Regions from separate parts of the Sus scrofa genome. Here region 2 is linked to region 1. A link is a contact called in public HiChIP or PLAC-seq data. All regions are on one chromosome and are shown on one strand. The core of a region is the stretch at or near the end of the contact, and the rest is flanking DNA. Distances in the headings are between cores, read along the strand shown. Region 1 overlaps LOC106510569. Region 2 has its middle 210 kb from the start of ANTXR2.

What was found. HiChIP or PLAC-seq counts read pairs in DNA pulled down with a chosen protein or histone mark.
Region 2: an H3K27ac HiChIP or PLAC-seq map of skeletal muscle shows a contact between it and region 1, with 5 times the contacts expected there. The contact joins two enhancer-like sites. A contact is called at or near these places in 1 of 5 promoter capture datasets (liver) and 1 of 2 datasets of contacts at active chromatin or transcription factors (skeletal muscle).

The regions. Positions count from the first base shown.
Region 1 is chr8:137,622,368-137,626,189 of Sscrofa11.1, forward strand. It overlaps LOC106510569, which reads right to left. Exons shown (of 2, transcript XM_013998646.2): 1 at 1,852-3,822; 2 at 1-1,340. The coding sequence starts at 2,374. The coding sequence ends at 1,246. Among named protein-coding and RNA genes, the nearest start is that of PRDM8, 13 kb to the left of the region's middle. Within about 2 kb of position 1,699, at least 32 of the 83 cell types and tissues checked have an H3K27ac peak or open chromatin away from gene starts, as enhancers often do. A contact at or near this core is called in skeletal muscle, where this site is marked.
Region 2 is chr8:137,933,856-137,937,677 of Sscrofa11.1, forward strand. No RefSeq gene overlaps it. Among named protein-coding and RNA genes, the nearest start is that of ANTXR2, 210 kb to the left of the region's middle. Within about 2 kb of position 2,061, at least 11 of the 83 cell types and tissues checked have an H3K27ac peak or open chromatin away from gene starts, as enhancers often do. A contact at or near this core is called in skeletal muscle, where this site is marked.

The DNA of each region.
Region 1 (3,822 bases), core at 449-2,948:
GTTCTTAGGGCAGCTCTCCCCTCGCCGGCGCCGCGCCTTTGCTTAACCCCTTCCTGCCCCGCCAGCCTGGCGGCAGCCCCTCCAGCCCACGTGGACAGGGCCCACCCACCGTGCGGCCCAGACGTCCCTCCGTCGGTTCTTCAGACTAATTTATCGGCCCGACCCTCCATTATCTTTTTCGATTTCCTAATTAATCAAAGATAAAAGGCAATGGTGCAAATGACGATTACGAGGGAACTGGAAGACGGTTTTGAATAAAGTGGGAGAAGAGAAGCATGATTGATTGAGCGATGGAATAGTGGAGAGTGAAATCTCAAGTGCGAGGCACAGGCCTCAGGGGATGGAACCTTGACCCCTCGGCCTGCCCGAGCGCCGTCGCAAGGGGACAGCCCCAAAGGAGGTCACCTGGGGTCGAAGCCTTTGGAGGAAAAAGAACTGGGTTTCCTCTGGGCTCCGACCCCACTAGGCACTCGCCACCCAGCTCCCCTACCCCCCCACCCCCGCCCGCACGCCGCGGCCGCCCCGCGCGGTGTCAGGACTCGGGGCGGCTGAGCCCCCGCCACAGCAGGAGCGCCTTTTGACGGAAACGCACCCCATTGTTGCGTTACTGCCCCGCGCCGCGAGTCACCCATAGTTTTCTTTCTGTCTATTTCTCTGTCGAGGCCAACTCCTCCTGAAATTGCAGGCAAACAAATCTAGTAGGTCAGAGATTGCATTTGCTGGTGTAAGGGATTAATAGAGCCCGGTCTGAGGCTGCTTTCCAGAATTGCCTTCGGGATTAAAAGGCAGACACGGCAGGCACGGGCACACGTTTTGCATTCACTGGTGGCTGTGATTAATGTTTCCGAGGGGATTTGTACTGGGAGCTTACGGAACGTTGCTTTCGGGGGTCTAATGCCCGACGGCCGCGCGCAGGGACCGGCAGAGGGTCTGCGGACACGCGCCCGGAGCGCCGGGCGGGGTGGGGGATTAGAGGGGGCGTCAGATGTGCGCGGGAGGCCCGGCTCCGCGGCCTTTTAGCGCCTTCCTCCCTCTACCCCGACCCCAGCACGGCTGCTACGGAGGACCGCAGTGAGGACTGTCAGGGAGACGGACGTTAGGTCTTACAGGGTCTGTGTAAGGGAAAATGCTCTCGAAGTGTCCTGACTTGGGGGTAGAAGGGGTTCAGCACCAGGCCGCAGAACTTTATCCATCCGTCCAGTAAAGGGAATTCCGTGTCGAGCGGACGCGCTGCTCCCAAACGCATCACTCCCCCCAGGTTACCGAGTTGCCGGGCTCAGGCCTCGACCCCCTCGAAACGCCGTTCTCGGGATTGATGTCGGGGGCTCCCAGGGAGGCACCTGTGGAGAGGAGTCGGAGCCCTGGCACGAAATACATCCCCCTTCCCACCGCCCCAGGGGCGGACAAACCCTGACCGCGCGGGTAAAGGGGAAGGAGGGGGACGTTCTGGGGTGCGGGGGTCAGGCGAGGAGAAGTAGGGAAACCTGGCAATCGAGAGAAAAGCGAGGCGTTTGGGGAGCGAGGGAGCAGAGTTTAGGGAGAAGAGCGGAGAAAAAGCGAAGGGGCTGGTCGCGGCGGGTGGGCATTACCGCTCTCCGGCAGGAGGGGGCGCTTTTCCCGCCCGGACCAGCCTTCCCCTGGGCGGGGCGGGACGCCCCGGGGCCCCGGCTTCGGGGTGCTGGGCGCCCCCTCCTGGCGACTGCGTGGCGCTCCGGGCCCGCGCCCGCTGGGCCCGCGGCGGCCGCCTTGCCGGCAGGAAAGCCGAGAGACCCAGCGGCGCGGGGGTGCAGCGGCGGCGGCGCCAGCGCCAGGCAGGCCCCCCTCCCCGCGCGCTCCCCGCGGCCTCCTCACCTGGGGCCTCCAGGACTCCTGCCCCGCGGGCACGGCTTCTGCCCCGCGGGCACGGCTCCTGCGCGCCCCTCGGCGCCCGGCTTCCGCCCGGGTCCCAGCCGGCCGAGGGGCCCGCCCTCCTCGCCGAGCGGGTCGCGGGCTCCGCCGCAGCAGCTGGGAGGGAGGGAGCGACCGCCGGCTGCTGCCGGGCGGCGTCTGGGGGCCGCGAGCCGAGCGCGAGGAGCCGCCATCTGGAGCCTCGGCAGCGGGCGGGGGCGAGGGAAGGGGCCTGGCAGCTCCGCCCGCGGCGCGCTAGGGGCCGGGGGCCGGGCGTGGGAGCGGATGCTGGAGTCCGGGGGCTGGGGGGAGGCCTGCCCCTCTTAGGTCCCTTCAATTCCCGGGCTGTCCCCACGAGCAGGTCCAGCGAAAGAGCGGGGACCGGCGCGGCGGCTCCTCCTCCCACCTGCAGATGCCCCTGCGGGGGTGGCGTGGACCTAAACTCTGCCCGCGCGCGCACGCACGCCGCCCATCGCCCATCTCCCATCGGAAGTGGTTTTCTCTTCCCTTCCCGCCCGCCGTGCCCATCCCACGCCGGGAAAGAGTCCTCTCCACACGGCGTGGGCTTTTGGACCCCCCACGTTACTTCCGACAACCGCTTTAGCCAGAAAGCGGGACGGACACCATCTAGTCCCCTCGGACTGTGGAAAAGGAGGAGAATGGCGCGAGGGGGGCTCGTCCTCCCACTTTCGGGCTGGGAAGTGGAGGATAATTGGGGGGAGGGGGAGGAAAGGACGCGTCGTTTCTCCCCTTTACTTTTTTCATTTCATATGCGTCCAGCGTTTTTATAGCTTTAACTTAAAAAAGGAAAATTTCTCTTTCCTAAATTTGGATGGGGGCGGGGGCAAACTCCAGGAAGGGTGAGAGTGTAGGGGAGAGTCGAGGGAGCAGGTCCAGGAGCTCCAGCTTTCCTGCTTCTGGGCCATCTCTGAAGGCAAGGACCTCAGCCATAGGTTATAGCTCCACGTAGGGGGGACTGATTGGGTGTGTGGGTGGTGGCGGGAAGTCTGGGTGAGACAAAAAAGGCAAACCCACTCTCACCCCAAGGCATTAAAAGACAACCCCCCCCCCCCAGCTGTCTCTTGTCCGGCAGAATGGCATTATGTAAAAGATCTGGCATGTCACCCAGTGGCACATCTGGTAGGTGTAGATGGCATTCATTAGCACAGGGCTTCTACTCTGCAGCATGCCAAAGCCCTGACAGAGATGCCCGCTGCCAATCATTCATTCGCTGCCAATCCCAGAGCGCGGCCTGGCGGGATGGCTCCCTTCCACTCTGGCACAAGGACTGGAGGCAACAATGTGTTGCGATAGGAAGAGATGAAAGCGGAGCTGAGGATGAGAGGCACCCAACAGATGTATCCCGTGAGGAGATAACGGTGCGAGGAGTCATTTAGCAAGAAAGCATATGCAGGATCTCAGGAGGGGGCTGGGGCTTGGGCAGGGGTCTGCCTGCCTAGGCAGGAGCTGAGGGAGGGCCAGGGGAACCCCTTGAAAACCTCAAAGTTGAGTTGCTCCCCCCAAATCCCCAAGGTCAACCCCCTCCCACCTTGGGACCTTTTTGTCTCCCACCCTCCCTCTCTGTCTCCACCCCTGCCCCACCTTATGTGTACCTCTGTTTATCTGTCTCTGTAAAGAGGAACTCTCTTCCTGCCTCAAGGCTTTCCCATCACAGATGTAAAGAGTACCTTTCCGGCTGTTTCGGTTGCACCATCCTCTTTGCCTTGTAATTTGAGGAGGGTGGGAGGCTGTCAGGCTATCTTTACTGCACTTTGAAAGGTAAAAATTGCATATGTTAACGATGTGAATTAAAAAAAGTCTAGCTTTTCAGAGAGAATAGATATGAACAGAAGCAAGCAAGGGAATTATTAAAACATAAAATCTAGGATAGAAGTTGCCTCTGAAGTGTTCTTTTCCTTAAGCTGTGCGATTGCC
Region 2 (3,822 bases), core at 811-3,310, 310 kb after region 1:
CCGCACCATGCCAGCTTCTGTATATCGAATGGGTAGACTTGCCTTTTTTCCCTGAAGGCTCGTGTGTCCCTAATGGGGAACACACACTGTGACACATGCCGTGGATCAGAGGATACTTAAGAGCACAGATTTGTTTGCCTCTGGCTGGTTCTTTATTACTGATTTTCTCTTAGTTTCTTTTTTTGTTTGTTTTCTCTCTTTTTAAAAACAATTAAAATATATGCTCCTGGGAGTTCCCATCATGGCTCAGTGGTACTGAACCCGACTAGTATCCATGAGGACATGGGTTCAATCCTGGCCTCACTCAGTGGGTTAAGGATCTGGAGTTACTGTGAGCTTCAGAGTAGGTTGCAGATGAGGCTTGGATCCCGTATTGCTGTGGCTGTGGTGTAGGCTGGCAGCTACAGCTCCAATTCAACCCCTAGTCTGGGAACTTCCATATGTTGTAAGTGTGGCTCTCAAAAAAAAAAAAAAAAAAAAAGACAAAAAAATTAAACACACAAATATATGCTATTAAACAAGGAACTTTATTTTATTTTAGGGCCACACCTGTGGCACATGGAAGTTCCCAGACTTTCATGGGGTCAAATCAGAGCTACGCTGCTGGCCACAGCTGCCAAAGTCACAGCAAATCGGATCCAAGCTGCATCTTCAACCTACACCACAGGTCATGACAAGGTAGGATCCTTGACCTACTGAGTACTAAGCAAGGCCAGGGATTGAACCCTCGTCCTCATGGAACTAGTCGGATTCGTTTCCACTGTGCCACGATGGGGAACTCCACCCAGGATCTTTACATCCTGGATCGGTCACAGAATCCTATTAGCCTGAGTAGCAATCTCGCTGGGAGACTTTACCGTAGCTGCCTTACCCACAAGGAAAGTGACACGACCAAGCTCCCACAGCTGAAGGTGGCAGAGCTGCTAACAAGACACGCTTTTTTCCCTGACTCCCGTTTCTATATTTTTTCCTCTGGTTTAAGACATTGAGCCAGGTCAATTTTGTTTTGTAGGATAACGGGTCATTTCTGGCTAATGCAGGATACTCAAAATCAGTCAGGTTATCACATTTCATTTCTTTTTTTAAGGGCCGCACCCTCAGCATATGGAGGTTCCCAGGTTAGGGGTTAAATCGGAGCTGCCACTGCTGGCCTACACCACAGCCACAGCCAGATCAGATCAGAACCACATCTGTGACTTATGATGCAGTAACGCCGGATCCTTAACCCACTGCAGGGGATGGAGCTCTCGCTTTCACAGGGATCCAGGCCACTGCGGGTGGATTCTTAGTCCACCGTGCCACAGCGGGGACGCCAAGAAGTTTTTTTTTTTTTATACCCGCCTTCAGGGGTGGTGAAATTATATAATGACATAACTGCAAGGCAGACAGGGTGATGATGGCTGAGGGACAGGGGGAACTAAATATTACAAATATATCTTTTCCCGTGTCAAAGGTGGCTTGTTAGCTTTGTTTTTTGATGTACTAGATTATCTCTAGAAAACCTTTCCAAAATTTAAACCCAGTTAACAGACAGACTCCTGAGATTTACATGCCAGTGAAAGTCTGTAGATTTGAGGAGACAGAATTAGAAGGAAGGGGCAGCGCCCGGTCCCTCCGGAGACCAGCCGTAGGCGAGACACTCTGACATCCGGAGAGGGCAGGGTTCGGGGGTTCAAAATCCAAACGAAAAAGACAATAGGGATTGACGATGCCAAAGGGAGGAGGCTTCGGCAGAAGCATCTGGCTCGCTTCAGAGTTGTGCTGAGGGCCTGTCCCGAAGACAGTACAATCATCTGGTGCAGTACTTTATGATGAGACACTGAACCATGGTCACAAGAAAGGGGAAAAATGTCAAAGGCCCCTCCCAGTGTGGCATAAATGACGGGAAAGCAGATCTGGGACAGAACACGTCGAGCGCTGTTTGCGTCCCCACCTCTAACCCTGCTGCCCAGAGCCGGCGGAGGCACAGCTCTGTTTTTGCGGCAGAGTCTCTGTAACCTTTCCTGCAGGCTTTCCCCTCAGCTGGATCCCAAGCGCCCTCCCAGTTCACAGCCTTGCATCATCTCCTCGGAACCCAGCCAGGAGGAGAGGGAACAGCTGGGAAGGGCTGACTGCAAAAAGCCCCAAGGATTCTACAGAGGCCCAGAAAGCCCCTTCGCTGAGTAAACTCCAGGAGCCTGAGGGCACTTGCATCAAACACAGTGGCAGCGTGAGGAGAGAGACGCCAAATGCAAGTGGGTTGGCGTGACCACTCTGCAGGGCAAAAGGCACGTGTCACGAGGCTCAAAGTTGTGTCTGTTCCTTGGTGTTTGGTGGCAGGACCACAGACGTGCTCACTGAAGCCGACGAACAGATGTTCTCGATTCAGCCAAAGGCCACGAGGCCCCACAGCAAATGCGGGGAGTCCCACTGTATTTTGATAATTGAAATACATATTTTAAAGACCCTTTCAATTGCTCGGTGTCACTGCACACATTATGAGTCATTTAAAAATGAATCTCTTTCTAAAATGACTCCTTTTACAAATTTTTCTATTACAGTTGATTTAGAATATTCTGTCCAGTTCTGCTGTACAGCAAAGTGACCCAGTCATGCAGCCACACATTCTTTTTCTCGTGTTATCTTCCATCGTGTTCCAAGTGATTGGATAGAGTTCCCCGTGCTGTGCTGCTGTGCGGCAGGACCTCACTGCTTATCCATTCTACATGTGATAGTTCACATCTCCCAACCCCAGACTCCCCGTCCTCCACTTTACTCAAAGTTGGGGATCAGCAGAGGTGACTATTATGTGCAGGAGGGTAAACAAGGCCTTTGCTGTACAGCACAGGGAGCTGTGGTCAATGTCCTGAGATAGCTCATGATGGAAGAGCATATGAACAAGAATGTATGAATATATACGTGTAACTGAATAGGGGGAATTAACAGAACGTTGTGCATCAGTGAGGCGTCGGTATAGTGGAAAAAAACTAAATTAAAATGACTCTAGTAGATTGTCAGCAGATCCATAACCTGAAATGAATTTATTTTAAGAGCGCATCCGTTGTTATCATTTAATCTGATCTCATTCCTCTCAATTGAAAGCCACCATTGCTGAATCGTGGCTTGGAGAGCTATGAAACTGTGTCCCCCTTCGATTCTGGTTATTTGAATAAACTTCATTGCTGTTACATGATTTACAAGCTGGGTCTTGCAGTGGAACTTTTTAGTTCCTCTGAGGCTGTGTAATTATAGCTACAAAATGGAGAGATCATCAGAATCTGCCTGATACAGTTGTTTGAGAATTAAATGGAATAATATATGCCTTGCGTAGCAAAATGCTGGCACATAGAAAGTGCTTAGGAAGGGTGAGCAATAATAATCTTTATCATCTCACCATCGTTACTCATTTAAATTCAGGTTAGTCAGAGAACACAGTAATTTTAAAATGATAAATTTTATGTTTGAATATAGCTTGTAACTTCCGATTATTAATATAATTATCACTACTCTCTAATTTGAAACTGTACAAAGACTTCAGTACCCTCCAAATTCGCTTGGCAAGGGAGTCATGTATACCAAGGGAGAGGTTTTTTTTTGGTAATTGTTGCAAATTTGAAAAACGCCTGGGTTTAATTTTCAGGCATGCTAACGTTTGATTTGTGACAAACCTAAAAATCCCAGTGACGAAGGTTTGTTGACAATCACATGCACATGAAACATCCTGTCCAGTCCTTCGTGTGGCAGCGGAGACTCTGATGTTCTCGAATCTGTGTATTCCGACACACATGGGAACGTTTGTGCACCAGCGTGGGATGAAAACGTGTGCCCCTCAGGGCGAGCCGG